Linked DNA regions of Mus musculus: region 2 is linked to region 1. The links are chromatin contacts, called in public promoter capture Hi-C maps. All regions are on one chromosome and are shown on one strand. The core of a region is the stretch at or near the end of the contact, and the rest is flanking DNA. Distances in the headings are between cores, read along the strand shown. Region 1 holds the start of Ski (ski sarcoma viral oncogene homolog (avian)). Region 2 overlaps Prkcz (protein kinase C, zeta).

Region 1 (6,322 bases), core at 149-2,648:
GCCACAAGAGAGAAAGGGGCAAGCTTCATTCTCATATGGACAACTCTGTCAAGGTCCCATGGTGATATGGGCCAGAAAGTCACAGCCTAGGTCCAGGCACTCTAACCTCCCAGAGCTTGAAGTTGCCACTTTCTCAGACCTTCAGAGCTTAGCCTGAATGGTCAAGGGCTATGAGCCCCGAGAGGGCTCTCCCGTTTACTCTACTCCATAAGAGCAGCGCTCAGACAACACGAAGATGGCCTTACCCACAAGAGACCGACAAGCCCCCTACTTTTCTAAAATCAAATCAACCCAAGGCCTGATAAGGTCGAACCACGAGCCCCAACCTTTTGAACCCAGAGGACCCAGAGCAGAAGGACCCCACCCACCCACCTTGAGCATAGTTTGCCAACCCCCAAGACCCGGGGACACTTACCCGGGGCACCCTCCGCTTGTACTTGTTGGCATAGTCGAACTTCTCCTTCACGTCGTCCAGGCAGCGGCCAAGGCGGGCCTGCTCCTCCTTGCCCGTGTAGTCCTGGCTCAGCAGGATGTAGGCCCGCCAGTTGGCTGAGTCGAAGCCCCAGTGGCAGGTCCGGTTCTCCAGGGCCTTGTGCGAGTGTACAACGAACTTGTGCGGCGGGTACATGAGGCGGCAGTCGAGGCACTGGATGCAGGCAGCGCTGGGACTGCTGTACAGCTCGGGCACCAGCAGCCCTTTGCACTTGCCGAAGCACTCGTGGTACACGCGGACGCTGCGTTCGCTGAGCTCCAGGCCCAGCGCCAGGCTGGCCGCCAACTCCTTCTTGCAAGGCGGCGGGTAGGCGCCGCCGTAGAGCAGCGCGTTGCACAGGCGCTCGGCGTCCGTCTTAGTGATGAGCCCGCAGGAGGGCGCGGAGAAGGGCAGGATGCCCATGACTTTGAGGATCTCCAGCTGGTCGGCGGTGCAGCGCGAGCAGTAGATGTGCAGCTCATCGCACACGGAGTTGATCTGCTGCAGTGAGAAGTCGCGCAGCACCGAGTTGAGGATCTGCGGCAGGCACAGACGCTTCTCACCTCCCACCACGAAACAAGAGATGGTCTCCCCTTCCAGCACGGTCTCACAGCGCTCGGTGGAGCGGTCCGACGGCATGAAGAAGGGCCCGGGAAGCACGGGCGGCGGCGGCTGGATGGCAGGCAGGTGCAGCACGGGCGGCGGCTCCGCGGCAGTGGGCACCGGCGCCGGCACTGTGGCCGCACCCGCCTCCTTGGCGCTCTCCTTCTTGTAGGCCTCCTGCGCCCAGCGCGCCGAGAAAGCGGCCGGGCCGCCCAGCGAGCTCATGGAGCTCAGGTGGAACTGCTCCAGCGTCTTCTGCAGCCCCGGGTGCGGCTGGAAGCCGCCCCGGCCGGCCGCTGCAGCTTCCATGGTGCGATCGGGCTCCCCCGGCCGCTCCCGCTCCCGTGCGCCCGGGCCCCCACGGCCTCCGCCGCCGCCCCGCGCACCCCGCCGCCGCCCGCGACCGCGGCCACGACCGCCCCCCGTCGCCGGTTCACGGCCGATCACGGCCCCGGCCTCGGCCTCGCCCGGGGGCGCGAAGGCGAAGGCGGGCGGGGCGAAGGGGTCCCGCCGCTGGAGCCCGCCGCCGCCCGGGCCCGGCGCCACATCCACGCGCCCCGCGCCGCGCCCGCCGCCGCCCGGGCCCCCCGCGCGCGCGGCGCGCCGCCGCTGCCCCGCTCCTCCCACCGCGCGGCGCCCGCTCGGCTCGTCCCGGCGGTGCTGACCGGCCGCGTCGCGCCCGCCGCCGGCCCCTGGCGGCCTGCCCGCCCGCGCGGCCGCCTGCCGGCTCCCGGCCGCCCGCTGGCCCGCGCGCGCGGCTCCCGGGACGGCGGAGGCGCCTCTGGCCCGCGGCCTCAGAGCGCCGCGGCGGCGCGGGGCTCTGCGCACTGGGCGCACATCTTTCCGGCGGCTCGCTCCGGCTCGGACTGAGCGCCGGGAGCTGAGCTCACGCCGCCGCGCGCCGCCCCGCCCCGTACCGCCCCGCCCCGCCCGCGCCAGCCCCGCCTCCCGCGTTGTTTGTTGCCGTGCGTCCGCCTCAGCCGGAGTGCGGGCCAGGAATGTGACCAGCTCCGGGCGGGCTCTTCCAAGAACGCGCGCTCCCCCTCCCGGGCTCAGTGGCGCTCGGCTACGCCCGGACCGGACTCGGCCAAGCTCGGCTTTGTCCGCCCACAGCTCGACTCCGCTCGGCTCCCCCGTACCGGAGCTCGGCCCCTCTCGGCAGTGCTCGGCCCCGCTCGGCCCTACTCGGTACCGGCTCGGCCCTGCTCGGCCCTACTCGGTCTCGCTCGGCCCCGCCTTGTGGAGGCCACTGGAGGCGGCCACAGCGGAGGCGCCTGGGGCCCCCCTTCCGGCCGAGGCCGCTTCCTGCGCGGCTGGGAAGACTCCGGTCCTGCTGCCACCACGGTCTTGGGGCCCCCGAAACCCACAAGGCCCCTGCCACAACCACAGGCCAGCTGAGCGGCGGTCCGCAGTAGATCTGCGCCGCTGCCGCCCTACATCCCGGGGTTCCCGTTCTAGGTAGACACTGTGAAGTAACCTTCACTCCCCACACTGCTGGACGTCGTGCTCCACGAGACACTCATAACAAGGACACCACAAAACAAAACCCAGGTTCCCTTCCTCATAGCAAGGATGCCACAAAACATTCGGGTTCTGATACAAGAACGTCTCAAAGCACCCTAGGGTCGCCACACAACCGAAGTTCCTACCCCCATATGATAGGGGCAACACAAACACGCATTCCAGGTGACATAAAGGACACCACAGAACACTCATGCCAGGTTACTCTTATGTTGAGAAGATAGCTCAAAAACCCATGTGCCTGCACAAAGAACCACTCAAGGTCTTCAGAGCAGGACTGCCCAAAGTACTTCTGGGTTTCCATGTGTAGTGATATACAGAACTCCACACTCAAGAACAACACAGGATTGCAGAGCTCACAGCATGACCTAGGGATGCAGAGGAGGTACAGCTATGGAGAGTCCCTGTGTCACTCACTGGCAGGTAACACCGACTACCCCATGAACTGTGACCCAGCCTCTCATCAGTGATATAGGTACCAGCAACATCTGTCTACTGGACCCTGTTCTGTGAGGTGGGAACTTAGGAACGTAATCCTATATTGAAGAAGCTGCGTCTAGTAGCTTTTGGCCCTTCTTGAGCCAGCCATTAGCCAATAGCTTGGACAGCAGATCTCTGTGATTCTCAGGCTGGCAGCTGCTATGATCCTTACCCTGCATCCTCCAGGACTGGGAACCAAGTATCCATGTGCATAGCAGGTATCTAGGTTACGGCCTGAGTAGGACTACACTGGCCCTCCATATATTGGCTATACATTGGGATCAAAGTAAGGCAATCTTGCAGAGTGTCACCCAAAGTAGCTAACATATAACAAAAGGGCTGACACAAGGATTCAAAACCAGACCCTGAAGGACAGTTTAAGTGAAGAAGTGAGAAATTTCCCCCTCAAAGACCCAGGGCCTCAAACTGGCCTGGGCACAGGCCTTTCCTGATTGGTGAAGTAAGAGGGCCATACCCAGGGCGGCCTGAGTTATCTTCAGCTTTTGACAAGTTTCTGACCTCCTGGGTAAGACCAGAACAGACACAAGCCAACACTCCCAGACACAGTGCCTACCTTGGAGCTGGCCAGGCATCTCTGTGCAAGCCTCAGCTGCTCCTACCTCAAGGCAGGCCTTGATATTCAAAGTCTGGAAGCTAGATAGTTCCCTGTATGAAGACAAAAGTCCGCTCCTGTGTTCCCACCGTGCCCAGGGGATCATCCTTCCGTGTTAGCACAACTCGGGCTCCCAGTTTACTCTTCTGACTTCATTCATAATGAGGAGTTCCCACTCTTAGCTCTCTCTTCTGTCAATACATGCGACAACTGGTAAGGGATTGGCAGGATAGCTCATCAGGTAAATGGTTGCCCTCAAGCCTGACAGTCGGGGGTAGAAAGAGAAAAATGCTCCCATGACTTGTCTGCTGACTTCCGTACGTGCACTATGCCATGAGCCTCCCCACAACTTAAAGATCTTTTTTTCAGTGTAGCAAAATAAGCAGTTGGGTTTTTTTATTTTTTTTTTAAAGACAGCTAATTATTTCATGAAGGGAATATTTACAAAACAAAAGAGACTTAGTTGTATCCCTGTAGATAGCTTTGTCTGCACACGTGCAGACTCCATACAAATTAATGTGACGTTTGAGAGAGTGACTTCCTTGCATGGGGTTATATTCCACCCAAATCAGGCAAATTGTAATCCAAAGAAGGTGACTTAGACAGCCCTTGAATGATCTATGCAAGCTAAAACACACTTTTTATTTTTACTCAAGCACTTGGGAACAGAATCAAACAGATCTCTGGGTTCCAGCCTAGCCTAGCCTACACAGTGAGGCCCATCTCAAAACAAACAAACAAGGAAGTTATGATCTTTATCTTAGTGGGGCCCTGGGCACCAGTCTGGGTGTCCAGTGCTTTCAAAGATGCTAAAATGCGTCCTGTAGCTATCTTAAGACCCAAGCAGGGACTAGCATTGACTCCTAGGTACAGAACCCAGCGAAGCAGCCATGGCCAGGTACAACATAAAGGTACTTGTCCCTAAAGGGCATATAGGAAGGAGTAAAGAGCCCTAGAAAACAAGAAGGGTCTCAGGCTGGCTTCTCTGGCTTACGAACTCAACGAACTCAGAGGTTTCCCCTCCATTCAAGAGGACTGGGTTCCATTCAAGCAGCCGGATCCACAGGGTCAGGGCAGCTGTGACAGACAGAGCTAGCAAGGCTCCATGGGTTCCCCGAGCTCAGTGGAGGTTTTTCCACCTGCTGGCTTTCTTCCTTCAACCCCTCCCACAGCTGTCCTGGCCCGTGACACAATCATGCTATGGGCCAGGCCTCCATGAGGGTAAATGGAGCATCTAAGCCTTAGGCACAGTCATGTCGGCTGAAGAATTGGAGGCTTGGTGCCTGCCTAGAGAACCTCCAGCATGCGGGCAGTAGCAGGGACCCAACTACCAGGCCCACCAAGCTCACCGCCTGGACCTTGCCATACTGGTGTGCTTAGACAGCTGGTCAAATGCTGGTCTCCCTTCCATATGTGCACACTTGCTGATCTCCCTGGACAAGTGTCAGCTGGGGCCTGGGACTGGTGAGAAAGGAGAATTGCCTGTGTATGAAAATGCTAGAGTGAAACTATATGCTAACTTAGAAATTAAAGAATATAAAGAGAAAGAAGGAAAGGAACCATGTGTTATGAGGTGATACCGTGTGACTTCCCGTCATACCTGTAAACATGTGTTTGCACAAACATGCCCATCCCTCCTGGCTTTACCCACTGGAGGAGGGACTCTGAGCACCTGTCTCTGAGCATCAGAGACAATGCAAGGCACAGACCTCGGGCTTCTGCATTCCAGTCTCCCAGAAAAGACCCTGGGGAGAAACAGGGAGAAGCAGGTAAGCCTGGGACAGGCGAGAATGAAGGCATGCACAGGGGACACAGAGAGGATTTGTGAGAGCTCCCCTTAGCCAGGTCAGAAGGTGAAATGGATAACAGGGATGGGTAGTAATCACAGAGTAAGATAAGAAATCACAAGTTCATACACATTTAATATTTACTAAAATGTAATAGTTAAAGGGTAAATGAGAACCATTTGCCTATTTAAAAGCATTCTCCCCCCACTCCCCCCACAACCCGCTTATTTGTTACACAGGGAAAAGAGTAGTAATTTCCCAGTAGAGATTCCGGAAGCTACCATTTTAACAGAGCCACCAGAGTGGATACCATGAGTGATAATAAATCGCTGCCCCACCTCTCAGTGTGAGCAGACCCTGCACCCACCTCTGTCACTATCTCCAAGACTCACAACCTACTTCTAACTATGACAGGTCGTCAGTAATGAGACATCAAACACAGACCTGGGCACTCTCCCTGGAAGCCTCAGAAAGAGCCTTTATAGCCATCAGAGCCACTGCAGACAGGGAAAGACCTGGCTCGCTGAAGGCTCACCAGGACAAAGAGACAATGACATTTCAGTCAACCATGTGCTCCAGACAGGTTGACCTATCTTGTCACAACAAAAGGCACTACTGGGACAACCTGGATCATATCTCAGTCCCAACATGACCCGCTTAGGATGGCCCTGTTAGGGTATTACAAAAAAAAAAAAAAATCGTCCTTGAGGTATGGAGAAGTGCCATGTTAGCCGCTGAGTGTCAGAGAGATGGACTCGTGGGTTACTCTCCCAGCATATGTGTAAGTCTGAGATGGTGTCAGAGTACAAACCTTATTGTGTGAGGCAGGCTGAGTTCTTCATCTCT
Region 2 (7,160 bases), core at 407-2,906, 61 kb after region 1:
TCAGGCCTGCCTAGCGGCCGGAGCTGTGTTCTACAGTAAGAGGCTGCAGGGCCTGCTCGGCAACCATTTCAGGGGGTTGAGATGTTACCCTATCAGCATGATGGCTGACATGGCTCCCACGCTCAGCTCCGCAGCTGCCACTCAAGACCAGCTCTTTCCATTCTGGGCTCCAGCGTGACACAGTGAGTGACAGCCTGAGTCATCTTCTCTCTCTCTCTCTCCCTGGGCCTCTTGAGAGAGTCTTGCCAAGTTTACAGCAATTTGGGCCCTGCTGAAACTCTTGAGGCCACAGCCCCTCCAAATTGCATGGGGAAGTGGTTCTGAGGGCGGGACCTGGTCGCTCTGCTCATGGTAAGTCACCTTCTTGGTCCTCATCACACTGATCTGGCCTGCAATGTCTACCACACCCAATGGCTCCCCTTCCCAGATCCAGCCTAGCCCTGTCTAGTGGTTATTGGGTGCTTGGCTTGCTCTTGAAGGACCAGGTGGGCTCTTTGCATCAGGGGACTTTTCCCTTTCTCTTAGGCCAAAGTCTCTCTCAGAGACCACCTGCTGCTCCTGTGGCTGCTCAGCTCTGGTGTGCTATCCAGCTGTGAACACAAGGGACCTTCTTCACTCCCACATCCTGGTCTGGATGCCAGCCTTCTGGGACTCCTGACAGATCTGTGGCCTGTTCCAGGGGGATTACGTCCTGATCTCAGAGAGGAAAAGCTCTCTCCCTCTCCAGGTCTCTATTATAAGCAACAACACACAAAGGATCAAGTGACAGCTAATATCCATAAGCTACTTTAGGCAAGCGTCTAAAGTTTCCTCAAGCGTCTAAGTCAGGATGCCGATGGACGCCCCTCCAAGGACGTACAGTGAGGGATTTGCCCTGCCTTAAAAGGTGAAAGTGTGGGTGTTGGCAGGAGCACAGTGCCTGGTGACCCAAGTTTGATCCCCAAAACCCAGATGAAGGAAAGAAACAGACAGGCTAACATACCTCCTCCTCCCACACACAATAGTAATAACTAAGTAACTAACTAAATAAATAAAGAACTCCACAGCAGACCAAGCTAACTAAAGTCTCCCTGCCTCTCTCCCCCACTCTGCCCCCCCCCCTCCTCTCTGGTGTTAGGGATTGAATCTGAGGCTCTGCCCATGATAAGTCTATTGACATCTCAGTAGCAGCCTGCATCCCTGTCCCCAGGCCACACTTAAATTGGGGGGGCTCACACCAGGGGGGTGAAAAGGAGGAATTTTGGCAGGAGAAATTTCAGGTTGCCCTTTCCCCCGGAACAGCTTAAGCTGAACTGTTTTCCCTGTTTTTCGAGGTTTTTGTAGAAGTTTTCATTCTGGTTACTGTCTGGAAAAAGACCGCGCAGACGTGGGGTGTGGCTTAGTGTTAAAGTGCCCTGTCTCGCAGCATGTGACACATGCCGTGGAAGTGGTGGTTGGCCTGTGGAGAGCAGGAATTCTGTGGGGTCCCTCCCCCAGGACAGGCAATGCTGGATTTGGGAAGGGAGGAAAGAAATCCTTATCCCCTCCCCCCCCTCACCCCCCCCACCATCCCCCCCACCCCACAGCGGCCTTTTTATGATCTCCAGGCACATGTGGAAACCATTGCCTTTTATTGGCTGGAATTCCACTCAGGCTGCCAGCAAGCTCTAGCATCCTGCCTGGGGCTTCCTCGGTTTCCTGTCGTGTGTGATCTACTGGGAGGCAGAACACACTGACATTCATTCAGTCCCGGCAGGCAGAGGTCTCGGCAAGAACCCAGGGAGAGTTCCGGGGAGAAAGTCTTTATAAACCCTGTGGTTATTAAGGTAGCAGGACAGGCAAGGTAAGGCATCCAGGCATATCCTGTGCCCAACTACAGGCACCAGATTTTCTGCTCGTGGCCGCTTTGCCTTGCTCTGTGCGAGGCCAGAGACTGTCTCTGACTGAGAGAGGAGCTGGCTTCTCTTTTCTTGGGGGCAGCACATAAGGCTGTCATTGGCAGCACCAACCAGGAGCAAGGCTTCCCACATCGGGAGTGGGGGTGCGCTCACATTCCTGAGTAGGTAGCCATGAAACGTCCTTGCTGTACATTTCTGCTAATTCCACAGTACCTTCCAGAACTTTCCAGTTTTGTTCCCAGAGGAAACGCATAAAGTGTTTGCACAGTGCAGGAACAGATGGCCAGAAAGCGTGGGCTCTGGCTTAGACCAGACTGCTGCCAGAAGTCTTTAGGGCAGACCCAAGTGACATCTTGGGGGACTCGGGGCCGTGTGGCTTGTGCTCTTTTCTGATACTTATTTCTAGAGATGTTTCGTGGCCACTGAGTTACTTCCCAAATCTGTGAGGGGGATCCACGGACGACAGCCAGCGAGTTAGGTCTGCTGAGTGAAAGAACACTGCCAACCCTGCTCCCAGCCACGGTGATCCACTGACATCTCAGCTGCCAGGATGCCAGGGCAGGCTGCAACATTTTACATTTTACTGGTTCCCCTACAAATCACGAAGTTCACAAGTGCACACTTTATATTTGTACAGGAAACGCGATTTTTACCTTAAGGTTTTCTTCTCAACATCATGGTTTACTAAGTGGCAGGCATTACCCAGTCACTGGAGATTCAAAAACACACAGCAAGTCGGGCGTGGCGGCGCACGCCTTTAATCCCAGCACTCGGGAGGCAGAGGCAGGCGGATTTCTGAGTTCGAGGCCAGCCTGGTCTACAGAGTGAGTTCCAGGACAGCCAGAACTATACAGAGAAACCCTGTCTCGAAAAACCAACCAACCAACCAAACAAACAAAAAAACCAAACAAACCACACACAGCAAACCCTACTTTGAGAGAAGCTCACAACCAGAAAGGGAGACATGCATGTACATTTACTGAAGGCTAAAGCAGCCAAGGGAGGAAGCAGAACCTGACTAACCCACGCCAGTGTCGGCGACAGATCCAGTAAAAGAAACCAGATGTGACAGGCATTACTCCTGGGACTGAGCCTCGAAGTGGCTGCCGAGGCTGCTGCACGTGGGCTGTCCCAGCATCAGCTTCTGCACCGGGGTGACCTGAGGTTGGAACACCTGACTCTTGTTTCGGCAGCATCCCTGCAAACGCTGACCAGAGCACGGCTGCTCTTTACAATCTCACCCTTCAGGAACTCCAAGGCCAGGCTGGGCTGCCTTCCCTCCCTCAGGCTTGTTCCTACTGGCAGGAGATATGGTCAGGGCCAGGGCAGTGCAGAGACAGGACCATGTGGATGCACAAAGGGGACCATTGACTGCTGAGCCCTTTTGGTGACTCTGGCTCTGGGGAGGGGCAGGAACGGGGAGAAAAGACTCTATGAGGCAAGGGCAGGGGGTGCTTACAGACTGAAGACAGGGCCTGGGTACAATATCCCTTCCCCATGCATAGGAAGCTTGGATTTCCTCACGGTGTAATCAGAGCTGCCACTGAGCAGGAGAAAGACCTCGGACTAGTGCTTCCTATGCATGGCTTAGTTCCGCACCAAGGAGGCAGCGTGGCCAGGCTTCAGGCAGGAGAAAGAGTAGAATCTGTGACACATTCAGGAGTTAGAGGCTGCAATGTCACCAGCTTGGGAAAAGGCAAGTTTGGCCCAGGTGAGCTGAGACCTGTGCAGGGACAGGATCTCACCAAAGGACAAAGCTGGGGACCCATAAAAGGTGCCCTGTGAAATGTTCCCTGTGCAGACAGCATGGCTCCCTGTACCAGGCTGCACTCACAGCTTACGATCTTATGTTAACAACGTGGTTCACCTGGCTAAGTGGAATCTGGGAGTGTATTTCTGAGGATGCTGCTTCTGGGGGTCACATGTGGAAACACAGAATGCACAAAGCTCAGGCCCTTCCCAAGGCAGGGGTGGTAGGAGAGCAGTGACCATCATCTGCAGGGGGCTGAGGGGCAGAGAAGTTGCTCTTGTTCCTGGGTCTCAAGCTGGAACTACAGAGCTGGCTTCCCTGGTCTTTAAGTCATAAGTTACAGACTACGGGATGCTGTGGCCTCCATAAAGCACTGTTGGGGACTGGTTGCCGAGTACTTCTAGATCGGGACTTTTGGCTTTCATAAGCAGCCTGGTCGGTAAATGCTGAGCTGTCAAGTTCATTGTTGGAGGACTGAGGACAGGGCTCTGAGATCTGTGTCAAACGTCTAGAATTTGCAAGCACCATTTTCCCTTCACCCAGTTTTTTGTTGTTGTTGTTGTTGTTTTGTTTTGTTTTGTTTTTTTTTGTTTTGTTTTGTTTTCAAGACAGGGTTTCTTTGTGTAGCCCTGGCTGTCCTGGAACTCACTCTGTAGACCTGGCTGGCCTCAAACTCAGAAATCCACCTGCCTCTGCCTCCCAAATGCTGGGATAAAAGGCGTGCACCGCCACTGCCAGGCTCAGTTTGGTTTTTGATAGGCTCTTCTTATGTAGCCCCAGGCTGGCCTCGAACTCAGGATCCTCCTGCCTCGGTCTTCGGAGTATTGGGATTGCAGGAGTGTGTGACCACACCTGGCTCAGTTTTGCCAGTTTTTATTTATCTTTTTGGTACAAGCTATTGCTTTAAGCAGGGGAGTGCTAAGCTTCCCTCCCCCACGAGTCCTGCTCAGTAGCTGCTTAGTAGGTCAGTACCTACTAAGTGCAGAATGGTTGCAGAGATATGGTGGATAAACATGTTAGTTAGTTAGTTAGTTAGTTAGTTAGTTAGTTCAAGTCAACTGGTCCCCATATCCTTAACAGTGTACTGCTGTGATCTTAGGCCACTAGATTTCAGACATTTTTAAAGCAGCAGAATTTCAACATATATAATAAAGTTTAGAGGTGACAACCTTAGTGCTCATTAACTTATGTCTCTGCTCAGTAAGCGGCAGCATAGGATACCCATGCTTGCTCTGGCATTGGACCTAGGGCCTACCTTTGGTCCCACGAATGGCATCACATAAATTCAGATGTGTGAAGTCTACTGCATATGACCCCAACCAATGGGAGCCACGAGACAAGTCTAAAACCCAACACTTGCAGCTGGAGAAGGCTTGTGGGGGACAGCTGGAACTTTGGTCTAGCTTGGCTTCCGGGGGGCTATCAGAAACCAGCAGAACATACGGAAACACTTTCTTTCTTACCGGCTCGTTGTCTGGAAGCAGGAGTGTAAGCCAACCAGGAAGGGGTTGCTGGACGCCTGCTCAAACACATGTTTCTCTGTCTGCACCCAGTCGATATCCTGCAAGAGAGACCAGGTAGCACTGCTGAGGCCCCCGAGCACGGCTCAGGCTGCACTGGGGAAGGCAGGGCCAAGACACGAAAGCCTTTCTTCTCTTGTTTGAGAAGACAATTTGGAGAGGGTAAGAAAGCACCTATCAAGAAACGCATCACAGTCAGGTGTGGTGGCTTACGCCTGTAGATCCCTGCCCAGAGGAAGCTAAGATGGTGGGCAATACAATAAGTTCCCAGGAAGCCTGTAGTCTGCCACAGAATGATCCTGCCTCAGCCAGAAAACAAACCACACGGAACACCATCACCATCCACCCCCACATCACAATCCACCCCTGCTTCTATCGTGAACACCATCATCACTATCTCCGACATCACCTCCATCACCCTCCCTGCCCCAAGACACTTTCAGGGTTCGCTCTCCATACACTGCTTCATGCTCCCCATGAGAGTCCTGGGAAGGCTGCATCGAATTCAGTTTGGATACAAGGGGTAGAGGGCTGAGTGGATTCCCGAAGGCCCAGAGCCACTGAGCGCTGAGTCTGCAGATAAGCCAGTTACAGCCAGAGATCAGCTGCTACCACAGGGCCATCTCCCCCAACTCTCCCAAGTGTTCGGTAGCTCAGTGGGACGCTGCTAAGTCAAGAGACCTCAGCTTGGCTCCACCACAGCCCCAGGGAACAGAGCGGGATGAGGCTCCCAAACCCCACCCCCACCATCTTGGTGTGTAGAAAATGAGAATCGTAGAGACGTGTTTAAACAATGCTGTCTTCTCTGGAAGGCTTTTGGGAAAGAAAATGAGCAGATTCTTAGTGGGAACCCATGTAGTGAGCTAGAGACAGCGGTCGCTCGCTTTAGTTTACGCTCTGAGCCCCAGGAGCCAGGCGGATCCGGTTCAAGCCCTTCTCCATGCAGTGGACACCTACCCCCACCTCATCCAGACTTGCTCACCCAGGGGCTACACGACCTGACTGATACACTCAGGAAGCTCACACTTCAAGCAGCCGCTAGTCACTCAGACTCTTGGATGGAAACCAGGGGGCTGGCTCTCCTCCATTTCTTCCAAGCCTGGGCCACCAATCTGTGACAGTCTTTGTGATTGCATCTCTGTAGGTTCTAATTTACAGGAACACCTGGCAGGGCTAACTCGGAAACTCAGTAGGGAACGAGCTGGAAGGTCACCCCTGGAGAACCAGCGCCATTAGGAGAAACACTTTCACGAAGCCATCCAAGCATTGGCAAGTCAGAGACACACAACAATGCCTGGGTCTCGAGGGACAAGGCTGGTGAGTTCTATTGTAGAGAAGGCAAGAGTAGGAAGCTGGGCTGGCGAGATGCCTCAGTGGGTAAGAGCGCTGACTGCTCTTCCGAAGGTCCTGAGTTCAAATCCCAGCAACCACGTGGTCGCTCACAACCACCCACAATGAGATCTGACGCCCTCTTCTGGTGTCTGAGTCAGCTATGGTGTACTCATACATGTATAATAATAAATAAATCTTTGGGCTGGAGCAAACAGGGACTGAGTGATATCAGGGCTGACTGGAATGGAGAGCCCTAAAAATTCAATTCCCAACAACTACATGAAGGCTCACAACCATCTGTACAGCTACAGTGTACTCACACTGTGTCTCAGGAGCGTCAACACTGTGTAATCAGAGACCAGGCTTAAGGACAGCAGGAGCCAGTGGATTTTTGTCCATGGGGAACTTGAGGCAGCTCTGTTCCTAGACAAAACAACTCAGAGGAAAGGTAGGAGGTGGATGGCTATGGTAGAGCTATTAGGCAAAGATGACTCAGAGAAAGGGAGCCAGAGTCAGCTCAGAAGGGTATGGCAGTGTCTCAAGACTGTGAGGAGAGGTGACACCTGGTGGTGGTAAGGACAGGCTTGAGTCATGGGTACTGCCACTCAGGAGCTCAGCATCCAGGGATACAGGGCCAGCCCAGCAGGCTGTGCATTCTACAAAAGCACCCTACAGGTGAAG

The links. Promoter capture Hi-C pulls out the DNA fragments that hold promoters and counts their contacts.
Region 2: a promoter capture Hi-C map of second pharyngeal arch cranial neural crest shows a contact between it and region 1, with 2.5 times the contacts expected there. The contact joins the enhancer-like site here to the promoter of Ski in region 1. A contact is called at or near these places in 1 of 39 promoter capture datasets (second pharyngeal arch cranial neural crest), 1 of 484 Hi-C or Micro-C datasets (the HL-1 cell line) and 2 of 115 datasets of contacts at active chromatin or transcription factors (the SCID.adh cell line and embryonic stem cells).

What each region holds. Positions count from the first base shown.
Region 1 is chr4:155,221,137-155,227,458 of GRCm38.p6, forward strand. Ski (ski sarcoma viral oncogene homolog (avian)) reads right to left here and starts at 1,399. Exons shown (of 7, transcript NM_011385.2): 1 at 416-1,399. The coding sequence starts at 1,384. Gm42364 (a long non-coding RNA gene) reads right to left here. Exons shown (of 2, transcript XR_881641.2): 1 at 6,288-6,322; 2 at 4,304-5,434.
Region 2 is chr4:155,281,690-155,288,849 of GRCm38.p6, forward strand. Prkcz (protein kinase C, zeta) reads right to left here. Exons shown (of 18, transcript NM_008860.3): 10 at 5,091-5,188. Among named protein-coding and RNA genes, the nearest start is that of Faap20, 35 kb to the left of the region's middle. Within about 2 kb of position 1,657, at least 105 of the 459 cell types and tissues checked have an H3K27ac peak or open chromatin away from gene starts, as enhancers often do. A contact at or near this core is called in the HL-1 cell line, the SCID.adh cell line and second pharyngeal arch cranial neural crest, where this site is marked.